Linked DNA regions of Mus musculus: region 2 is linked to region 1. Evidence: chromatin contacts called from public promoter capture Hi-C data. All regions are on one chromosome and are shown on one strand. The core of a region is the stretch at or near the end of the contact, and the rest is flanking DNA. Distances in the headings are between cores, read along the strand shown.

Region 1 (3,942 bases), core at 592-3,091:
AAAAGAGAAGAAAAATGACTTAAGTACCCCTTGTTTAAATACTGCCTATTTATACCACATATATTTTATGGTCTAGAAGTTTGTTAAATATCTGAGTCCCCCTTTTTGTTTTTGGTAAAGCCCAGAAACAGTCTTTCTTCCTTTGTAAATGCACCCAAATGAAAGCCCATGTTTCATCCCCCCCCCCCCCCCCCCCCGAGACAGGGTTTCTCTGTATAGCCCTGGAGCCATCTCACTGGTCCAAATGACGTTATCTTTTTTTTTTTTTTTCCAAGACAGGGTTTCTCTGTGTCCTGTGTCCTGGCTGTCCTGAAACTCACTCTATAGACCAGGCTGGCCTCGAACTCAGAAATCTGCCTGCCTCCAAATGATGATATCTTAATGGAATTGTACAGATATTATTTCAACTAAATTTCACAATAATTCCTTAGATAAGTAGAAGCAACTTATAAAAGAAGAAACTCAGGTCTCTGAAAGTAGTCCAAAGTTATATAAAAGTTATATAATTCAAATCCCAAGCCTGACTCCACCTGAACTTTAAATCCTCCCAATATTAAAAAGAGCATTATAAACAGAAAACATTTATAAGTCAATCATCTTTGCAAAAGACACATTTTGGGAATGGGTTTTATAGGCCTAAATATTTGATATATTTTTTGCAATTAGGTATGTACACATGTGTGACGGTTTGTATCTGCTTAGCCTAGGGAGGTGTGGCCTTGTTGGAGTAGGTGTGTCACTGTGAGGCTTTAAGACCCTACTCCTAGCTGTTTGGAACTTAGTATTCTGTTAACAACATTCAGATGAAGATGTAGAACTCTTAGCTCCTCTTGTACTGTGCCTGCCTGTATGCTGCCATGCTCCTGTCTTGATGATAATGGACTGAACCTCTGAACCTGCAAGGCAGCCCCAATTAAATATTGTCCTTTGTAAGACTTGCCTTGGTCATGGTGTCTGTTCACAGCAGTAAAAGCCTAAGACAACATTCATTTACCATTTCCTTTTGATGTTTGTTCATTAAACTTTCCCTCTTTTTTTTTTCTTTGCTTCTCTTTCTGTCTATCCAACTCTCATTCTTTTTGAGGCATGAACTTCTTTGGCTTCAAACTTAGAAGTTCATTTTGGGCTCAAAGTTACCACCCTCTTGTCTCAGCCTCCCAAGAGTAAAGTTTACTGATTAACCTCCCTCACCCGCTTTGAGGTGAGTGTTATTTTTTGTCAACAACTGTCTTAAAAGAACTAAGCAAATAAAACAAATCCAAAACACACAAGTTATTTTGTTACTTTTTCAATTGTATCACATCAGGAGTGAGTCATGAAGTAAGATTGTTACATTTGGAGGCTGTCACTTCAGCTATGTGCTTGAGGGAAATACGTTTTGGTGGATAACACTCAGAGAGACAAGGTACAGGGCAAGAATCAGATTGTATTTGTCGAAGAAGTCACTCTTTTGGGGCCGGGGGCAGAGATGGAGGGCAGCAATTGAGAGACAATTTATACCCGCCCGCACTTCTTTTCCCAGAAAATATCTCTCGTGACCAGAGAACCCCTTTTCCCATGCGTCCTACGGATTGTTAAAATAGCGTGCATGCGCTTGCGCAGTGCCTTTAGGAGGTTTCTTTTCAGCTCCCGACCGCCTCCTTCTCCAGGTCTCCCCGGTCCTCGCCGAGGTTCCCGCTTTTCGCTCAGGGGTCATCACAGGGCGCCAAATGCACTCCCGCGGGAAGGCCGGGGGCGGGGCGCGGCTCAGCGCCGCACGTCAGTGGCCTTCCGGGCGGAAGTCCGCAGTCTTCCAGGCCGCTGATTGGCTTTCGTACTGGCGCCTATCTTGGCCTCCGCGCCAGTTTCAGGCTGGTTGGCGCGGAATAGAGAGACTATCGGACCATGGCGCCCATGCACGAAGAGGACTGTAAACTGGAGGCAAGCGGTGAGGGAGGATCCCATGCTTAGGGCACGTGGTTGGGAATGTGGGGGTCGCGGTATGATCGAGGGGGAGCGGAAGGTCTCTGCTTTTTATCCTTAAGAAGGTGGCGCGCTCCTAGACCGCCCCTTAGGTCTGTTTGACCGCCAACCTTAATCATTCTGGGCGGAGACCCTAGGGGTGTGGGACGGGGCTTCCTGATGGGGTCACTTGCTGAAGGTATTTTGGCTTGAGCGGTTTCTTTCTCTTATGACAGGCTTCACAGTCGTTGGCTCTTTTCATTTTCTTTGATGAGTCGCAAGCACGTGTGGGTTACAACTTCCATGGCAACCTGCCTCGGCAGGGATTGCTCTCTCCTGCCTGAAACTGTTTCTATGCTCCCTTGGCAGGTCTCGGTTTGAGGGTTTGGAGCATGCCTGTGCCTCCGTTTCTAGGAAGTCCCAGGAAAATTGTTAGCATTGTCATTGAAGTGAGAGATGGAAGTGCTGTCACCAGATATAGATGCATTTCGTTAAGATTTTTTTAGGTTCTACGGGAAGTTCTTCAAGTGCTACATAGAAATACTGTTCAGGTCTAGTCATTTTGGGTGAGGTTTGAAAAAAAGTATCAGTTGAGTAGCATTTCGGATGCCCTATATATCAGGCATTTTGTGAGTAGTAATTTTTTATTTCCAGAAGTAGAGTTCAAAAATGCAGATGGCCTTGTCTGATTCTGATTTTAAACGGTGTTCAGCTAAAGTATGACTTAACTTCAGTTCTAACTTAAAATCAGATACTTTCTTAACCAAGTGTCACATGTCCTGCCATTCACTGTGCATTGCCATTAATGAGATCTTGCTTCGTAATCAGTTTCTTTTGCATTCAGCTAGTTTTAAAATCACAGGTTTCTCTCTCTCTCTCTCTCTCTCTCTCTCTCTCTCCTCTCTCAGACAAATTATTTTGGAGAGTTGACTAGCTTGGATTACAAATGGGCTGTGGGATGTAAGTACATGAACAGTCTGCAGCCTCTATCAGTCATTTGCTTCTAAGTCCTTTTTTCACCCTAAAAAACTGTACGCCATCTGTGCACATCAAGAAATCACTCTTTGGAGGATACTGTGCAATCTTGAGACCCCTCTTAAGTCACAGTGTTGATTAAGTATTTTCTGGGGACTTGTGACTGGAATTTTTCTTTAAAGCATGCCAAAAGATTGTTATGTGGAAGACCGCTTCAGGTTACTGTCCCTGCCTGCTTTGGGGGAGGGTAGAAGTACTCCCAAGTGGTGATTTGAAAACATTATTTCAATCTTTGTGTTTTCCCCCATTGTCTTGTGTCTGTGTGTGTGTGGTGTTTTTTTTTTTGTTGTTGTTTGTTTTTGTTTGTTTTTTTTGTTTTGTTTTGTTTTTTTTTTTTTTTTTTTGCTAATTCACACAGCGTTAAAGACATTGCTTTAAAAAAAAATTCCAGGCTTTTTATGTTGGAAGGTGGGACACCTGGACAGTGTCAGCAAAATGTAGCAAGGCGTGTAATTAGCTGCCATTGTGTATAGAAAGTCATTGGAGGCTTTAATGATAAAAAAATCTGGTATATTGGTTTGTTCAGCAAACATTTATTATGCAAGTACAAGGCATAGGCATTCTGCCAGGCTCTGGCATTAGCATGCTGGGTAGAATGGTGTGGCTTCTGTCTTCATGAGTGGAGAAAGTAAACAGTCATATATAGTACCACATGGAATCTTCCCTGAGGAAATTGCTTTAGTTTTGCTTTCTGAAGCTAGACCAAAGTGTTGACTAGGTGCCATGTGTGGAATGTATGCATGTGCATATGTTTGATTATCCTACAACCTTACACAACTCACACATGTGTGTGCACACACACGTGCACATGCATGCACATGCATTTCCCATACAGTTGTAGTCACACATGCACACCCAATTTCTCTTGTATTGCTAAGTACATAATAAGATAGCCATTCTTATTTAATTCTTAATGGGGAAGATGTATTTTCTCCTTTTCATGAGTGTAAAAGGGTCTTAAAAGGT
Region 2 (3,942 bases), core at 442-2,941, 490 kb before region 1:
GGCATGCGCCACCATTGCCCAGCGACTTTTTTTTTTTGATGGCAGGAAGCTAAAACCCCATAAGAAAATGACTGATTACTAGCTAGATCTACTAGATTTCTAGTAGATCTGAGCGGAAAATGAAGGAACACTTTACAGATTTATGCCATCTTCTCCCATTGTCCATGCTAATTTCTGTTCTTAGTATAGGTTCTACCTAAGAGAGCACACACACACACATACACACCACACCACACCACACACGCACGCGCGCTCACATTAAGTAGAGGCCCTTAGGTGTGTGTGTGTGTGTGACAGAATCTCACTGAATATACCACAGTCTGGCCTGAAACTTGCCAAAATCCTTTTTGGATTGTGGACATTACAGGTTTGAGTTATCATGCCTGTCTCCCTTTTAAAAACAATTTTATGATTGTAAGCTGATGAAACAATTTACATTCTTAGAATATGTTTAAAGACACCTCACCCCAGTTTGCAATTTGCTTTATCCTTTTTGTTCTTTAAAGATGTCTTAACTATGGGAAAACAGCTATCAACACTGTCTACCAATATGTCAAGCTGGGTGTCTGAGCACACGTCTGTGATCCCAGCACTTGGGAGGCCGAGGCAAGAAATTGGCTATATCCCGAAATATCCACTGTCTTATGTCCCCCAGTACACCACAAAAAGTTCTATCATGTTAGAGTCTACAGTAATGTACAAACTATATAGTTTAATGTTTTTCGGTGGTAGTGGCCCATGCCTTTAATCTTAGCGCTTGGGAGGCAGAGGCGGGTAGATCTCTTGAGTTCAGCCTTGTCTACAAAGTTAAGTTTCAGGACAGCTAGGACTACTCAGAGAAACCCTGTCTGGCAAAAAAAAAATGCCACATAGTGATCTGGATTGAGAAAAACACAAAACTCCTATTTTTAAGTTTATAAATATTTTGTTGAATCAGATACTTTCACTTCTTTATCTTCTTAAAGTTTAAGAGACTTAAGAATTTTATTTAAAAAAATCTCGATAATTGTAGAGTGTTATAGCATTATTACATACATAAAAGTTATGATCCATAGACTTCCAGTGTAACACACGTGTAGTTTCTATAGCACTAAAAATCTCTATTCTCTGCAGTGTGCTAAAGGCTTCAAAATGTACCTAACCCCCCCCCCCATAAAAAGAGACCAATTTGGCTTCCCGACAGAAAGCTTATTTATTAAAAAAAAAATTACCGGGTTTGGTTGTTATTCTAGGTACCCCCCCAACACTCTGCCTGCACCATTCAAATTGGCAAGGCCATTTTCATTTTGTTTCAAAGTTGTTTTTTTTTTTTTTTTTTTTTTTAAAGGGAAGGCAGGGGACGGCGAGGGTTGCTAAATTTATCTTCATCCCCAGGCACCGGGGATGAAAACACACACACACCGCACACACACACATTTACGGCGGGAGGGGGGTCTGCGGGCCTGCAAACAACTCGAGCCACCGCCTCAGGCCGGGACCCTCGCGGAGAGGCGGTAGGTGTCCCCGAAGGCCCCCGGGGGGTGGCCGCGGCCCACAAACATGGTGGGGGGTGGCCCGGGCCTCCCGCCTCTCGACGGTGTCGGTGGGCCACGGCCTCGTGCGGATTTTACAGCCGAGGCGGCGGCGGCGGCGCGTGTGTGGCGGCGGTGGCGGGCGGGAGCGCGGAGGTGGAAAGAAGGGGGGCGCTGTCACGGAAACTCGGGCCGCCGGAGACCCCGCCGCAGCGAGGCCACTGGGCTCCCCGGTTGCGGGGCGTGAAGGGCGCCAACCCGGGGCGTCAGCGGGACCCACCGGGCGGAGGAGGGGGCCCAGCTACCCTTCCGCATTTTCCTGGGTCTCTCTCCCCGGCGGTGACGTGACGTGCTGACGGCGGGCCCGTGCCGGGGAGCTGGGCCGCTTTTTGTCAGCTCCGAGCTCGGCCCCTCCTCCCTCCCTCCGCCCGCCCCACCAGCCGGAGCCCGGCCCAGTGCTCCAGAGAAAGGCCGGCCTGCAGCACCCGCCACCGTCGCCGACCGCCGCACGACCGTCCGGTGAGTCCGGGGCGCCACTGCGGCCGTAGGGCCTGGTGCGCGCGCGGCGGCCTGCTCTCGGCCTGCTCGGCGGCCCGCAAGGCGCCCTCCCGCGCTAGGCCGGGCGGCGTGGCGCGCGACGCCGAGCAGGCCCCGAGGAGGCCGCAGTTAGGCCCGGGGTGGCGCCCGGGCGCTCAGAACGGCGGTCGAGGCGCGTTCTGGAAACGGGCGGGGACCGGGGCAGTGCCGCCCGGCGGTTGGGGAGGCGGCTGAGGGGTCCCGGGTGGGCGACGTGGCCGACCCGGGGCACCGTGCGGGGGCGAGGCCTGGCGAGGAGGCTAAGGCTGCAGGCATGAGGTGAAGGCCGCAGGCCGGCCCGGCCGATTTTCGCTATGTAAATATCGGCGAGGGGGGGGGGAAGAGGGACGGGGGACAAGATGGCGGCCGGCCGGCGCCTGCTGCAGGCTACGACGGAGGGGGTTGCCGGGAGGGGGAGCCGCCATTTTGAAGGCGGCGTCTGAGGAGAAAATTCCGCTACAGCCCGTGAGGGGGGGTGTGAGAGCGGGCCGCGGCGGCGCTAGCTACGGGGACCGGAGCCCGGGCGCGGCGTCGAGTGTGCGCGCAGGGGCGTGTTCGCTCCCCATGGCGGCCATTGCCCTCGTCGCCATGATGAGCACTTGGATCCCAGGCGCTTGGCGGCAGCGCCACCTTCCTGCCCAGCCTCCCACAGCCCCGTGACTGGCTGCTGTTTCCGCTGTGTTTCAGTTGAGCTGCCGCAGGCGGCCATCGCGGCCGTCTTGGCGCTGGAGCCACCTCATCTGTATGGCCCCGGGGCTCCGAGCCTTTTCCCGGCGCTTTGCTGCCGCTTCAGGGTGATCTGCCGCGGTGGCAGTAGTGGAGCCGGAGACATTTTCTTAGGACTTTATTTTCTCAGAGGTAGATAGACGTGGCCGTTAGGGTGACCCTGGTGCGGTGCTTCTCCGCCAATCGTTGCTTTCACGACTCTGTGAATAAAGAAAGAAAAGTGATGGGAAAGTTCTCACCACTCTTTTGACCAATAGGGGGAAAAAGGCATCCTACGAAAGCGGAAGACTAGCATATCGGAGGGAAGTTTTTGTGTTCCTTTCTGTGGAAACAAGTTTCTTGGGAGGCTGCGTTTGAATTTTGGTATATATATTTATTTATTTAACTGAGGAAAATTAAAGGGCAGAAAGTTATTTTCTTATCCAACGATGTAATGTGACGTATTAGCTAGCTTTCGTTGATTCGCTGTGGTAGCCCGTTTGTGAGGTTTTTAGAGTGGAATCGCACCCCATGAAATTTCTTTCGATCTCACCCGGTACAACTTTGCTGGTAACCTCGGCGTCCCATGCCGGCTGTGCTAGGTGCTGAGAAAGAGTAAGGAGGGTTCTTGTAAGTGGTGGCTGTGGGAGGCTTGTTGTTCAGAAGTAGAAGAGCAAATGTTGAACTGTAAGAAGTGCCGCGCGAAGGCTACATCCGAGTTAAAGTGGGTTTCAGAGCAGACATGGTTTCTGTTTGAAGCATCAGGAAGGAGTTCCTGAAATAGGTGGCATTTTGAGGTTACAAGCCTGATGGCCCAGACAGGCAAAGGGCGTTTCAAGGGTGAAGTTTCTTTAGAGAACAGCAAGTATTTACTGTTTGTCTGAAATGGATAGTATAGGTAGAGGCTTGCAAAGGTGGGTTGCAGCGCGAATGGCAAGGGCTTCTGCTCCGTGGGAAGCAAGTGCGGGAGCTCTCCGACTCCCGGATGACGACACCCGGATCTGTGCTTGATAGCTATCAGCTCGGTTGGGCTAGGACAAGTTTGAGAGAAGTAGGTTGTGTGGTAGGCTGACCAGTGTTTTTATAGTGATGATAATTACAAAGAGTGGTCAGAAGCCAGATTTTATTACCCTTTTAAAATGCTTTATTG

The links. Capture Hi-C pulls out chosen DNA fragments and counts their contacts.
Region 2: a promoter capture Hi-C map of adipose tissue shows a contact between it and region 1. The contact joins the promoter of Zfx here to the promoter of Pola1 in region 1. A contact is called at or near these places in 1 of 39 promoter capture datasets (pre-B cells) and 1 of 9 other capture datasets (adipose tissue).

The regions. Positions count from the first base shown.
Region 1 is chrX:93,630,054-93,633,995 of GRCm38.p6, reverse strand. Pola1 (polymerase (DNA directed), alpha 1) reads left to right here and starts at 1,841. Exons shown (of 37, transcript NM_008892.2): 1 at 1,841-1,927. The coding sequence starts at 1,885.
Region 2 is chrX:94,121,156-94,125,097 of GRCm38.p6, reverse strand. Zfx (zinc finger protein X-linked) reads left to right here and starts at 1,691. Exons shown (of 9, transcript NM_001044386.1): 1 at 1,691-2,030.